Regions from separate parts of the Macaca fascicularis genome. Here region 1 is linked to region 2. The links are chromatin contacts, called in public Hi-C maps. All regions are on one chromosome and are shown on one strand. Each heading gives the region's core, a stretch centred on a gene start, on an enhancer-like site or on the middle of the called end of the contact. The rest is flanking DNA. Distances are from core to core; before and after follow the strand shown.

Region 1 (5,536 bases), core at 2,672-5,171, 370 kb before region 2:
GAAAGGCAATGATATGAGAGGTGTACAATTGAGGGTATGAGGTGCCTGTGAGGACATGGAATTGGATCCAGATAACAACGTGACTGGGTTGGCCTAAGCAGAAGCAAAGGCACTCATTGTGTCTCTTTAAACCAAGAGGCACGGTGAGTGCAGATGGCAATACATTTCAAGGTGATGAAATCTGTGCCTGGTCATCTCAATTGTGTCAATAGGAAGTGGTCATCTGCTGAAAGGAAGGGTCTGGGGCTGGTGAGGAAGGGGCTTGAGAAGGTGAAATCAAAGAGAAACTATGGCAGAGGACCTGAGCCGGACCTGAAGCGAGGACCTGCTAGCGAGTGCTCCTGGGAAACTGTTCTTTCGTTTACCCAACTTCAAAGTAAGAATTCAGGACTCCTGTTTGCAGGTGGTTTAGCACCACTTACTTGATCCGGGTAAGGGGACTGGTTCCCAAGCTGTTTCTTCACAACACTTAGGTGGCAGATGGGTCCCAGCTGGGGGACAGGGGAGGATCCAAAAAGCCCCATGAGATTAGCTATGGCTTCCCACGGCTGGCAGGATTTTCACACCTGACACCTGAACTTTGGGGCCCCAGTACCAGAGTTTGAGATTCGTCTGTGCTACTTCCTGTGTTAGGTAATAACCTCTATATATTTCCTTACCATAGGTCCTTTAAAGAAACTACATCCTCTAGCCATGCCTTTTGGCTTCTCTCCCTCAATCTCTACTTGGTTGAGATAAACAGGAGCGAAAATCTCCAAAGTGTAAACGAGAGGACATGTCGTGCTGCATCTGGTGCCGTTTTCTCCCAGCACTGCCTCCCCATCCTTTCCAGACACACCAGGATACACTGATAGGGGACTACTATGCCTTAACAGGCACTAGGATTTTAGATGCCTTGTTTGAAGGAGTGGTTCTCAACCAGAAGCCATTCCCCACACCCTCACCCTAGGGACATTTGTCAATGGCTGGAAACATTTTTGGTTGTCATAAATGGGGGCAGGGACAGACATCCAGTGGGCAGAGGCCAAGAATGCTTCTAAATATCCTACAATGCACAGAATAGCCCCCACAATGAATTATGCAGCCCAAAATGCCAATAGTGCCGAAAGTGAGAGATCATGTTTAGAGTTCCTCATCTGACAGGATTCTTTAAAGTTTTGCCATAATCCATTTAAAATTTGAAGCGTATGCCTGAGAAAAATTAAAGAAAATACCGAGGAATTGCCATTTGTAAATATCCACCAGATGGCGCTAAACGACAAGTGAAAATCAAACCTCCTCTAGCCTCCATTTCAAAATTCGCTTTCTCTCCCTGGTCAACCCCCTGGAGTAACAATCCCCATTCTTTTCAAATAGGATTGTTCCTTAGGTGCTTAGTGTTCCCCACCACCAGTATTTTTATGCAAGTGAGTTAAAGTGAGTAATGACTAAAACTCAGACTTAAAGATGAAAAGAACAGGACTACCTCCTCAATCAGCTACAAAATTTCCATTCCCTGTAGCAACAAGGGTATGGGAGAATCAGCTAGTTTCTTTTCTTCTTTAGTCAACTTTTAGCTGGGCACTTGGCCATCTGAAAAAGACAATTCCAAGCTCCTTTACCCTTAGGAGGGCTAAGTAATGAAGTTCAGGCCATTAGTAGGAAGTGATCAGAAGTGCTGTGGGCCACCTCTTGGTAGTACTCTTAAAGCAGTGGTTCTCAACTGGGGGTGACTTTGCCCCCCCACGCCAGCCCAGGAGACATCTGGCAATGTCTGAGAACATTTTTGCCTGTCACAACTGGGAGACAGTAGTGGCATCTTGTGAGTAGAGACCAGAAATGCTACTAAAACTCCTACAATGCACAGGACAACCCCCAAAACACAGAATTATCCAAATGTGAATAGTGCCAAGGTGGAGAAATCCTTAGAGGTAAAGGGCATGCCTCTGGCTTTCCCTTTCCCACTGGCTGAAAGGTGCAGTGGTGCACCATCTTGGACCATGTGGGCCAAGGCAAGAAACCAGGGAGGGTGGAGCTATGAGACAGGTAGAGCTGCCATACTCTGGACTCCTTACACCCAGACTGCCATTAGATAGAAATACACTTCTCAACAGTTTGAGCCACTCCTCTTCTGGGTCTCTGTGACAGCAGCCAACTAATATTCTATCTAATGCCATAGTATACCACATATATTTTATTTTTTCATTCATAGAACCAGGAATTGCTCTACCTGAACTATATCCACTCTAGGCCTGCATCCTTCTGCCTTTCCCAGGAACCCCCTGAGCTCTTTCTCCCTATCTTACCCCTCTCCATCTTTCTTTCCTTCCTCTCTAGATGCTGGCTTCTTCCTTCAGGTAGAGATTCCACCAGGCCCCAACTGACTTATCTCTCTCAATCCAAACCTGACTTTTCCCACAAGACATCACCCTCCTACCATCTCCTGCTTCTATCCATAGGTATCTCATTTCCTCCCACATCCATTTTCTGAGGAGGAGGAATCATCTTTTCTAAAATAATCCCCCTCTATATACATATACTTTCTGGTCCTTACCCTGCTATACTGTCTTCATATAACTTACCACAACATACAATTCTATTTATCTGCTGATTGTCTATGTTCTACACAAAAGATTTAATTTTATGAGCCCCAAAACTGTATTGTTTACTACTGTGTATCTGGTAAATAGAATACCACGGTACAATAGAAATACAAAGCATGCCACACATATAATTTTAAATGTTCTAGTAGCCACACTAATAAAGTAAAAATATAAAGATGAAATTTTAGTATTTAACCTCAATAGTCCTTCTCTAAGATGTTATCACTACAAAGAAATTGAGATATTTTACATTCTTTTTCTCATTCTTCTTCAAAATCTGTAGTGTAATTTATCTCAGTTCAGACTACTACAATTCAGGTTCTCACGGCCACATGTAAGGGTTACAACGGACAGTGCTAACACAGAATACTTGGCACATAATAGGCATCCAGTAAATATTTGTTCAAGTTTATATTCTTCTATACCATTTAATTCTTTTATACCATAGGAATAACATAGTAATGTCACGTCATTAATATCACCCAATTGACTTAGCCATTCTCTTGTTGGGCATTTAAGTCATTTCCAATTTTCACTTTTTAAAATAATTCTGTAATAAACACCTGGTTCGTACCTGTTTTTCCTTGGAATAAATTCCCAGAAACTATTAAATATGATTAATTGCCCCAGAAATGATATGTCACGTAAGACTTCTAATTGTTTATGCTTGGTTCTTATTAATGATTCTTGTGTTGTTAACAGGGCAGATATTGCTGTGGTTATAATTACAAACATATTAGTAAGTACTAATGTTTTGTCTGCTGCAATGCATCAGGCACTGCGCATTAGGTTATGCATATGTTATTGACGAGAAACACGAGGCTTGGGGAGGTTTTACCTAGCACTGGAATCGCACTCAAACTGAGATCTGGGTTAATCTATTTTCAAAGCCTGGGCGTTTTCCCCTGGGACAAATTAAAGAAAGAAACTAAAACTCTGTTTTAGTTAAGAAAGAAAACAGAAAGGAAGAAAGAGAAGGCTAAGTAAAGACAAGGGAAGGAAAACGAAGAAAGCTGAGGAAAGGACAAAAAGTTAAAGGCTTGAGACCCAGGCCATGCAGAAGCAACACACCCGCCGGTGGAGACAGCACCGTCCGACCCCCGGCGCGGGTGCCCGCGGCGGTCCCAGCGCCCTGCCGGGTGCAGCACCCTCCCCTCCAGCCCCGCTACCCGCCGCCATCCCACGCCTGCCGACCAGGCGATCCACTCGGAGTAGCCGATCAGCAGGCAGCTTCCGGCCTCCAGCACAGCACCGCCTGCGGTGCGAACGTGGCGTCCGCGACGCAGGGGGGACTTCCGGCGCGCCGCGCCAAGTGTTCCGCACCGGAAGCGCGCTTCCAGTCGCCCCGGCAACAGCCGCCCCCCTCGTGTCCCCATTCCCCCTCTGTGTCTCCAAGGAAAACCAGGCCCCTGCTCGGCCAACGCCCAGGATCCGCAAGCTGCGCGCCCACGAGGTGACTTCGGGGACGGCTGGGTTTCCTTTGGGAAGTGAGGGAGGAGCTTAGAGGCCCCGGGCCCTGGCTTCTTATGCGCAGAGAGCCGAGGTCTTGGACGTCACATTGCTATCATAATTATGTTAACCCCGCGACAAAAGGTGGGGCCAGAGGCCCATGAGATTCCTAAATCATTGCAGGTTAATTGTGAGAGGGGACCAGTCCCAGAGGCTCTCAGCTCTACAGTGCTTCCGAATCACTGGACGACTCTTTAACAATTCTGATCCCCGGGCCCCCATCCCAGACAAATCCGAGTCTCTAATAGTGGGGCCCTGGCCTCGGTGGTTTTTAAAGCTGCCCAGGTGATTCTGGCGTGCCGAGAACCACTGTGTTAAGGTCTGTAGGTGAATTTGGATTTTGCCCATCCAGCCCAGTATCTGAATCTAATTGCCCTGGACAGCCACATACTTGGAGTATGTCTAGGATATTGGCCTGTCTGCTCAAAAATTCGAGATTTCTTTCTTTTCTGTTGCACTTTAACCTCTGCAGGAGGTCAGAGCTTTTGGTGGGAGTTATCTTGAGACATCTGGCGCCTACAGTTTATGGGCTTTGTGTCTGTGCCCACTTATCAGTAATGAGCTGTAGTTGAACCAGTGGCCAATGAAGTGCATTTTATCTCTGAAATCTTGATGTTCCCTTAGTACAGATTAGATGGTTCTGAACAATTTTGTTTTTTTCAGGAATGATGTTTTTAAACTCGTTTGACAGTCTAGGCTGTGCATTCAGCTGTTTTTCATCTCAAATCAGAACATTACTTGAAAAATCTAGACTAAAGATTAGTAATGCAACACTTCTGGGATTATGTATGCTCACAGCTCCCATGAATTGTAGGATGAAAGCTACCTTTTAAAAATACTATTTTTGCTAGCATAATTTATCAGAATAACAGTCTCTGGAATTTCAGTGTGAACAGAAACCATATATTTTTAAAGACTGCTGGTTAGTAACTTTGAATAAGCATAACTGAAATCAAGTTCACAGGTGTATAAATCCCCTCTGTGTTCATTGCCGTACTGGGGAAGTATACAAACTAAAGTTCCAGAGAGAAATGTTCATTCTGAAACTGTTATATAGATGGTGATTAATCATTTTGGGGTTTTTTTAAAGGAGAGGATGAGATGAGAATGATGGGGGAAAGTTTTGAACAATTAAGGCTAGAGTGTAAATTGGAGAGTTTGCAAAGTAGGTACAGAACTTTTTTTGAACAACTTCTCTACAAGAGGAAATTCAGCCACGGAACAGCTGGACAAGTGAAAAAAGAATGTAGCTGATCAAATATCAGATGAATTGAAAAGATCCTTGAAAACATAATGTACTTAAATATTTGCTTCCTGAAAAGATTTGGTGCTTTATAGTCAGTTTTTGAGTTACTAGGTCCTCAGTGATTTTGGGGAATAGATGTAGCAGGAGAGAACATTATCAAGAAACAACAGACAAGCTCAACAACAATTTCAACAGCATC
Region 2 (5,778 bases), core at 2,489-4,988:
TGAGTGGAATCACACAGTATTTCTCTTTTTGTGACTTGCTTATTTCACTTAGCATAATGTCCTCAAGGTTCATCTATGTTGTAGCGTGTGTCAGAACTTCCTTCCTTTTTAAGAATGAATAATATTCCATTGTCTATATATAACACATTTTGTTTACCCATTCAAATGTCGATGGATACTTGGGTTACCTCTAGCTTTTGGCTATTGTGAATAACACTGCTGTGAGCACTGGTATACCAATCTCTCTTTGAGACCCTGCTTTCAATTCTTCTGAGTATATACTAAAAAATGGAATTGCTGGATTATATGGTAATTCTAGTTTTAATTTTTTGAGGACCCACTATATTGTTTTCCATTCCCTTCCACATTTTTAATAGCATTTAAATCCAGTCAAACTTTCTAGTCCTCTGTGGGACCATCATGTGGATATAAAGGATTTATTGCCCTAGGAGGGTATAACGTGGAAGCCATTGAGATATAAAATTCTGACAATTGCTATAAAAAGACAAAGTAAGGCATATGTCCAGCTTAGTTCTACATAGTTCATTCAATAAATATATATTAGGGATAGAGTATGTGCTAGATGCTGAGCCTAAACAGTCTCTGCCTTGAAGGAGCTGATAGCCTAGTGGAAGTAATACTGACAAGAAACTGGCCAGTTACAACACATGTGGTATTTCAACGTGGACAGACACTGGCTGCTAGAGAAAACACACACAGGGTGGTACCAAACCCTATCTGGGCTCTCCATCATCTGGACAGCTACAATTTGCTTCTTCACTGCCTTCACTCTACTTCTGGCACTCACAAGGCCCAACTGTGAGTCTGGCACTTTGTTAGAGGGATCATCCTCTAGTACAGATCTCAGCAAGATATTCCCTCATTTTCCTGCTTAAAGCCCTTCAGAGGTTTCCCCTTGCTTTCATGATGGAGCCAAAGCTTCTTGGCCAGTGGCAAAAAGAGCCATAGCAGGCCTCCCTCTTGACTACTCTCAACCACTGATGGGCACAGCTCTGTGCCTTTGCTCAAGCAGCATCCTGAGCCTGGCTGATCTCCCACCATTAGTGGTTCTTAACCCTGATTGCACATTAGAATCATCTGGGGGAAATTAAACAACAAAAAACAAAAACAAACAATGGCAGGGCCTCACTCCAGATAGGATGAATTAGGATCTCTGAGGGTAGGGCCTGCACACTGGCTCAGCTCTCCAGGGTGACTCTGATTTAAACCACACACAGGCATACAACCCTCCTCCACACCCCAGCAGGACCTCCCAGTTAGGCTGCCATCAGCCCCAAAGACAGCTCTGGTTCTGCTCCTGGACTGAATGCAGACAACTCTGACTTTGGCTTTTTCTAGATGAGTCTCATTCAGTCAGAAAAGATTTGAAACACCTACTGTGAACAATGCAGCTGACAACCTTCTCCACAAATTACACATGACAACTGTAATATTTTAAATGTCATAATGTACACAATCCCTGATACTCACCCCCTCACTTACCTCTTCACAGTGGAAGGCAACATATATTTATTGAGCAACTCTCTGGGACATACACTCTCCTGTCATCTCAATCCTCACAATATTCCTGAAATACAGATAATGGCTTATTTTCATCTTACAGGTGAGGAAACCTGCTAAAAACAGTAAATAATTTGCATGTTTTTTTTTTCAGGGTGTTCATCACATTTAAAAAACGTTTTTACTGCCTTCCCCACAAGACCATAAGAGAAGATCCACATGTTTTATTCACCTATACACACCTAGCAAACACCCAGCCAGTGCTTACTATTACTTAACACATTTTTGTTGTTGTTAAATGAGTGATGAGCATACAGGATGCTCTCTCTCTTCTCTGCTTGTGAGCTTCATTTCTTTTCACTACACACCAGCTTGCTTGTACTCATTGCACCTAAGCCCAGTGCTCCTCGGCTTCTTCCGCAGGAGACCAAGTCCATCTCGATTCCAGTTCAAAAAAATAATTCAAAAAATTCTAGTTCAAATATATCTTGTTAAAAAAACAAAACAAAACAACCACCACCACCAGAACCATGGTGCCCACTGTGGGCTAATCAAAAGGGGTTGGGGGGTCAAAACATTTGCATAAAGAAGGTCAAGCAGGTCCAGTTCCTAGAAATGAGGGGTGCTGAGCAAGTTGGATAAGTTTCCTGACCATTCTGTGCCTCAATTTCCTCATCTACAAAATGGGAGAAATCCAACATCCTAGGATTAATGAGAATTAAATGAAAGTCTTGATAAAGTGCTTTGAACTATGGCTGTCACACAGTAAGTGTGAATAACAGGATGTGAGTCTACAATTAAAAGGCTTAAAAATATCTACCAAACCAGGCATTGTTCTAGAGCAGGGGGTCAGCACACTTTTTCTGTTAAAGATCAGAAGGTACATATTTTAGGCTTTGTAGGCCATACAATCTCTATGGACTACTCAACTCTGTTGCTCTTGTAGCAGCAACAGCAGATACAGAAAATAACATAAATGGATAGGCATGATCTTGTTCTGGTAACACTTGTTTACAAAAACAGGCAGGCTAGATTTGGCTGCAGGTCATAGTTTGTTGACCCTTTTCTAGAGCAGGGCTGTGCAACATAAATATAACATGTAAACCACAAATATGATTTAAAATTTTCCAGTAGTCATGTTAAAAAATAAAAATTGAAATTATACATTTTATTTAACCCAGTATATCCAGAATAGTCATCTCAACACGTGATTAATATAAACAAATTGAGATAGTTTACATTCTTTTTCATGCTAATTTTCCAAACTTCACTGTCTTACACTTATAGCACATCTCAATTCGGACAAGCCACATTTCAAGTGCTCAAGCCTTATGTAACTAATGGCTATCATTATTGGACACCACGGTTCTAGAACTGATGCTAATATGGATAATGCTTAGATGCATACCTATACCAAAAAGTTTATACAGTGCCAGGAAAAGTAGGCACGAAATATGGTATTGGATCCATATAAAAACTTACAAAGATTAGCTAATATTATAGTAAGCAAGGTGCACACATCTGCACAAAAATGGCCTAAACCCTGAGAAGAACGAGAGGAAAGTTCTGGAAACAATGTTTCCAGAAGTTGGTAAAAAGTCAATAATAACCTAGATCTGTTCAGATCTTTAGATCTCTTTAAAGCCTAAAGAGGAAGTGTAACTTTCTAGCCCTAACCCACTTACAGCTCCCCAGCTTCACAGAGAGCCCCGCCCTCTATGGAGAGAAATGATGCCAAATGTTGGCAGTGGTGTAGCGGTTACTTAACTGCCACTCAGTACTGCGCTAGGGCCCTTTCCCTTAATGGTGACCCCTAGTAAAGGTGCAGCGAGAGGAAGAGACCAGCCCAACAGCCCGGTCTAACCCGGGTTCGAGTTCCGGTGGGTGGGGTCGAGCAACATGCAAAGCCTGCCGCCAGTCATCTTGGGATGACGGCCCAGCACCCAGCACACAAGCGGCTGCAGTCCCGAGGGTTCAGCCCACTCTGGCGACCTCGGCAGTCGGAGAGGAAGGGGCGGGGGTGAGAGCACCTTTGGACCTACGCCGCCCAGGGCGCACCGGAAAGCCGCCGCGAGCCGGGGTGGGCTTCCGCTGGGAACAAGGGCTCGCCTTTCTGCGGGATACAGGCCCTGGCAAACCTGAAGCATGACTCACTGAAAAGCGCAGGCGCAGTTCCGGAGCTTTCAGCCGCCCAGCGTCCACGGAGAACTTCCGGTCACCGGGACAGGGACAACTTCAAGGCTTAGCCAATCCAAGCCCACAGGCTGGCGCACGTGGGCCTGGGACCCAGCGCATGCGCACTAGGGAAATGGCGCATGCGTAGAGCGAACGGCGGCGGCCGTGGGACTGGGCTCGCGCGGCTTCCTGGAGGAGGAGCTATGGCCCCGCCCCTGGCCCGAGAGAAAGAAACTGCACTTTCGTTTTTTAGCAGCAAAGGTTGTTGACGTACTTTACAACTTACCTGTTCTGCTTCTACTCAGGACAGTCAAGACAGTGTTCAGCTAGATGTTCACATAACCGTAGACATAAATGTGAATCTATTTAACGCAGTAATTAATTCAAAAAGTGTTTTTAACATCCTAGCATGCAACAGTTGATATGAAAGTAGTAAATGTTAATTGAGTGGTCATGTGCATCCTGGACTTCTCATCTGTGCACGTTCTCATTCTTTGCCTGCAAAGGGCCAGTAAAAGCACAGTGATGGTTGAACGAATGTGACAGCCTCCTATGCTGATGCCTTACTCCAAAGTAATTTGGGGAAAGGTTCAGGGAAGCAGATTATCCAATCCAATACTCTGGACTGGGTGCTGGCAGAAAGGAGGGCGATTGTATGATTAAGTAACATAATAAATCTTACCTAAAAGGAGGGGAGACAAGACCAGTGACTCATTAACTTACCTAAAAGGAGGGGAGACAAGACCAGTAACTCATTAACTGGGATAGGGGATGTTTGGTCATTTTTGTGGTTTGGACAATGTTTATGTTTTTTCAGCATTCCCACGTGATTACAAAGGAGTCTTGTTTTTGTCTTGATCCATCCGGTCAAAGAGTGGCCACGTCTGATGGTGTTCTGTGAAGTATTTATGTTCCACGGAGCACCAAGGCCCAGCTGTGACTGCCGGGTCAGCTCAGAGCTGTCAGGGGTTACTTTTATCTTGCTGTCTATTACAGGGCTAAAATGTTTGCCATTGTAAATTGTAATGCAATTTTCACTTAAGAATTATATAATACCTTGTTGAAGAAAAAATTATTTGGCTGGGCGTGGTGGCTCACGCCTGTAACCCCAGCACTTTGGGAGGCTGAGGCAGGTGGATCACAAGGTCAGGAGCTCAAGACCATCCTGGCTAACACGGTGAAACCCCGTCTCTACTAAAAATACAAAAAATTAGCCGGGCGTGGTGGCACGTGCCTGTAATCCCAGCTACTTGGGAGGCTGAGGCAGAGAATCGCTTGAACCCAGGAGGCGGAGGTTGCAGTGAGCTGAGATCGTGCCCTGCACTCCAGCCTAGCGACAGAGCAAGACTTTGTCTAAAAAAAAAAAAAAAGAAAAGAAAATTATTTAATGACACTTGTCACTTGTTAAAGCATGGTAAGGAAGACTTTATTCAGGACCATTGAGGTAGACATAGGGACCACTGCAACAGGGTCTTGCAGTGGGGAAGAGAGATTGGGCTCAACTTCAAATGTGGCATGGAAAAGTGAGAATTTATAGCCAAGGAGCAAGGAAGGGAGGTCAGTGAATGGACCTCCCTGACCTTTGCTGTAGAAATTTCTGGCCAAGTTCATCTGGAATGAATCTAGGGCTGCCAATGGATTCTAAAGAGGTTGCTGAAAAGTTGGTTCTTTTGGGCAATTTAAAAATGGAATACTTATAAAAGTACTCACATCTGTGATAATTTATCATGCATAGTTTTCAGGCCTTTGTTTTAAAATCATCTTTCAGCTGCTTCAATACTCTGGAATTCTCTTTGATAAATTTCCCTTAGTGCAGCGGAAACCTCTTTTCAATCCTTATTAAGTCTCTGAGTGGCAATATATTAACAGATATTCTGAGCTCATGCAGACAGCCCTTTCCTGCGAATTCCCAAGGAAGAGAGGCAAAATCCTTTATGGGCCTTCTCCAGAGGCTAATGTTACACATTGCTGAGGGAACAGTTACAGATGTTTTCCATGGAATGAGGTCAGAGAAACTGCCTCTTTCTGGGTTCTGAGGTGCCGGCCGGTGTTCATTTCCTGATAAAACACCAGGACCAGACA

Evidence for each region. Hi-C and Micro-C count contacts between places; a contact is called where the count stands out from the background.
Region 1: a contact with region 2 is called in a Hi-C map of liver, with 4 times the contacts expected there. The contact joins the promoter of GEMIN8 here to the promoter of TCEANC in region 2. A contact is called at or near these places in 2 of 2 Hi-C or Micro-C datasets (liver and skeletal muscle).

Annotation. Positions count from the first base shown.
Region 1 is chrX:13,801,059-13,806,594 of T2T-MFA8v1.1, reverse strand. GEMIN8 (gem nuclear organelle associated protein 8) reads left to right here and starts at 3,921. Exons shown (of 5, transcript XM_015443621.4): 1 at 3,921-4,035.
Region 2 is chrX:13,434,875-13,440,652 of T2T-MFA8v1.1, reverse strand. TCEANC (transcription elongation factor A N-terminal and central domain containing) reads right to left here and starts at 3,738. Exons shown (of 3, transcript XM_065538591.1): 1 at 3,676-3,738; 2 at 1,492-1,588.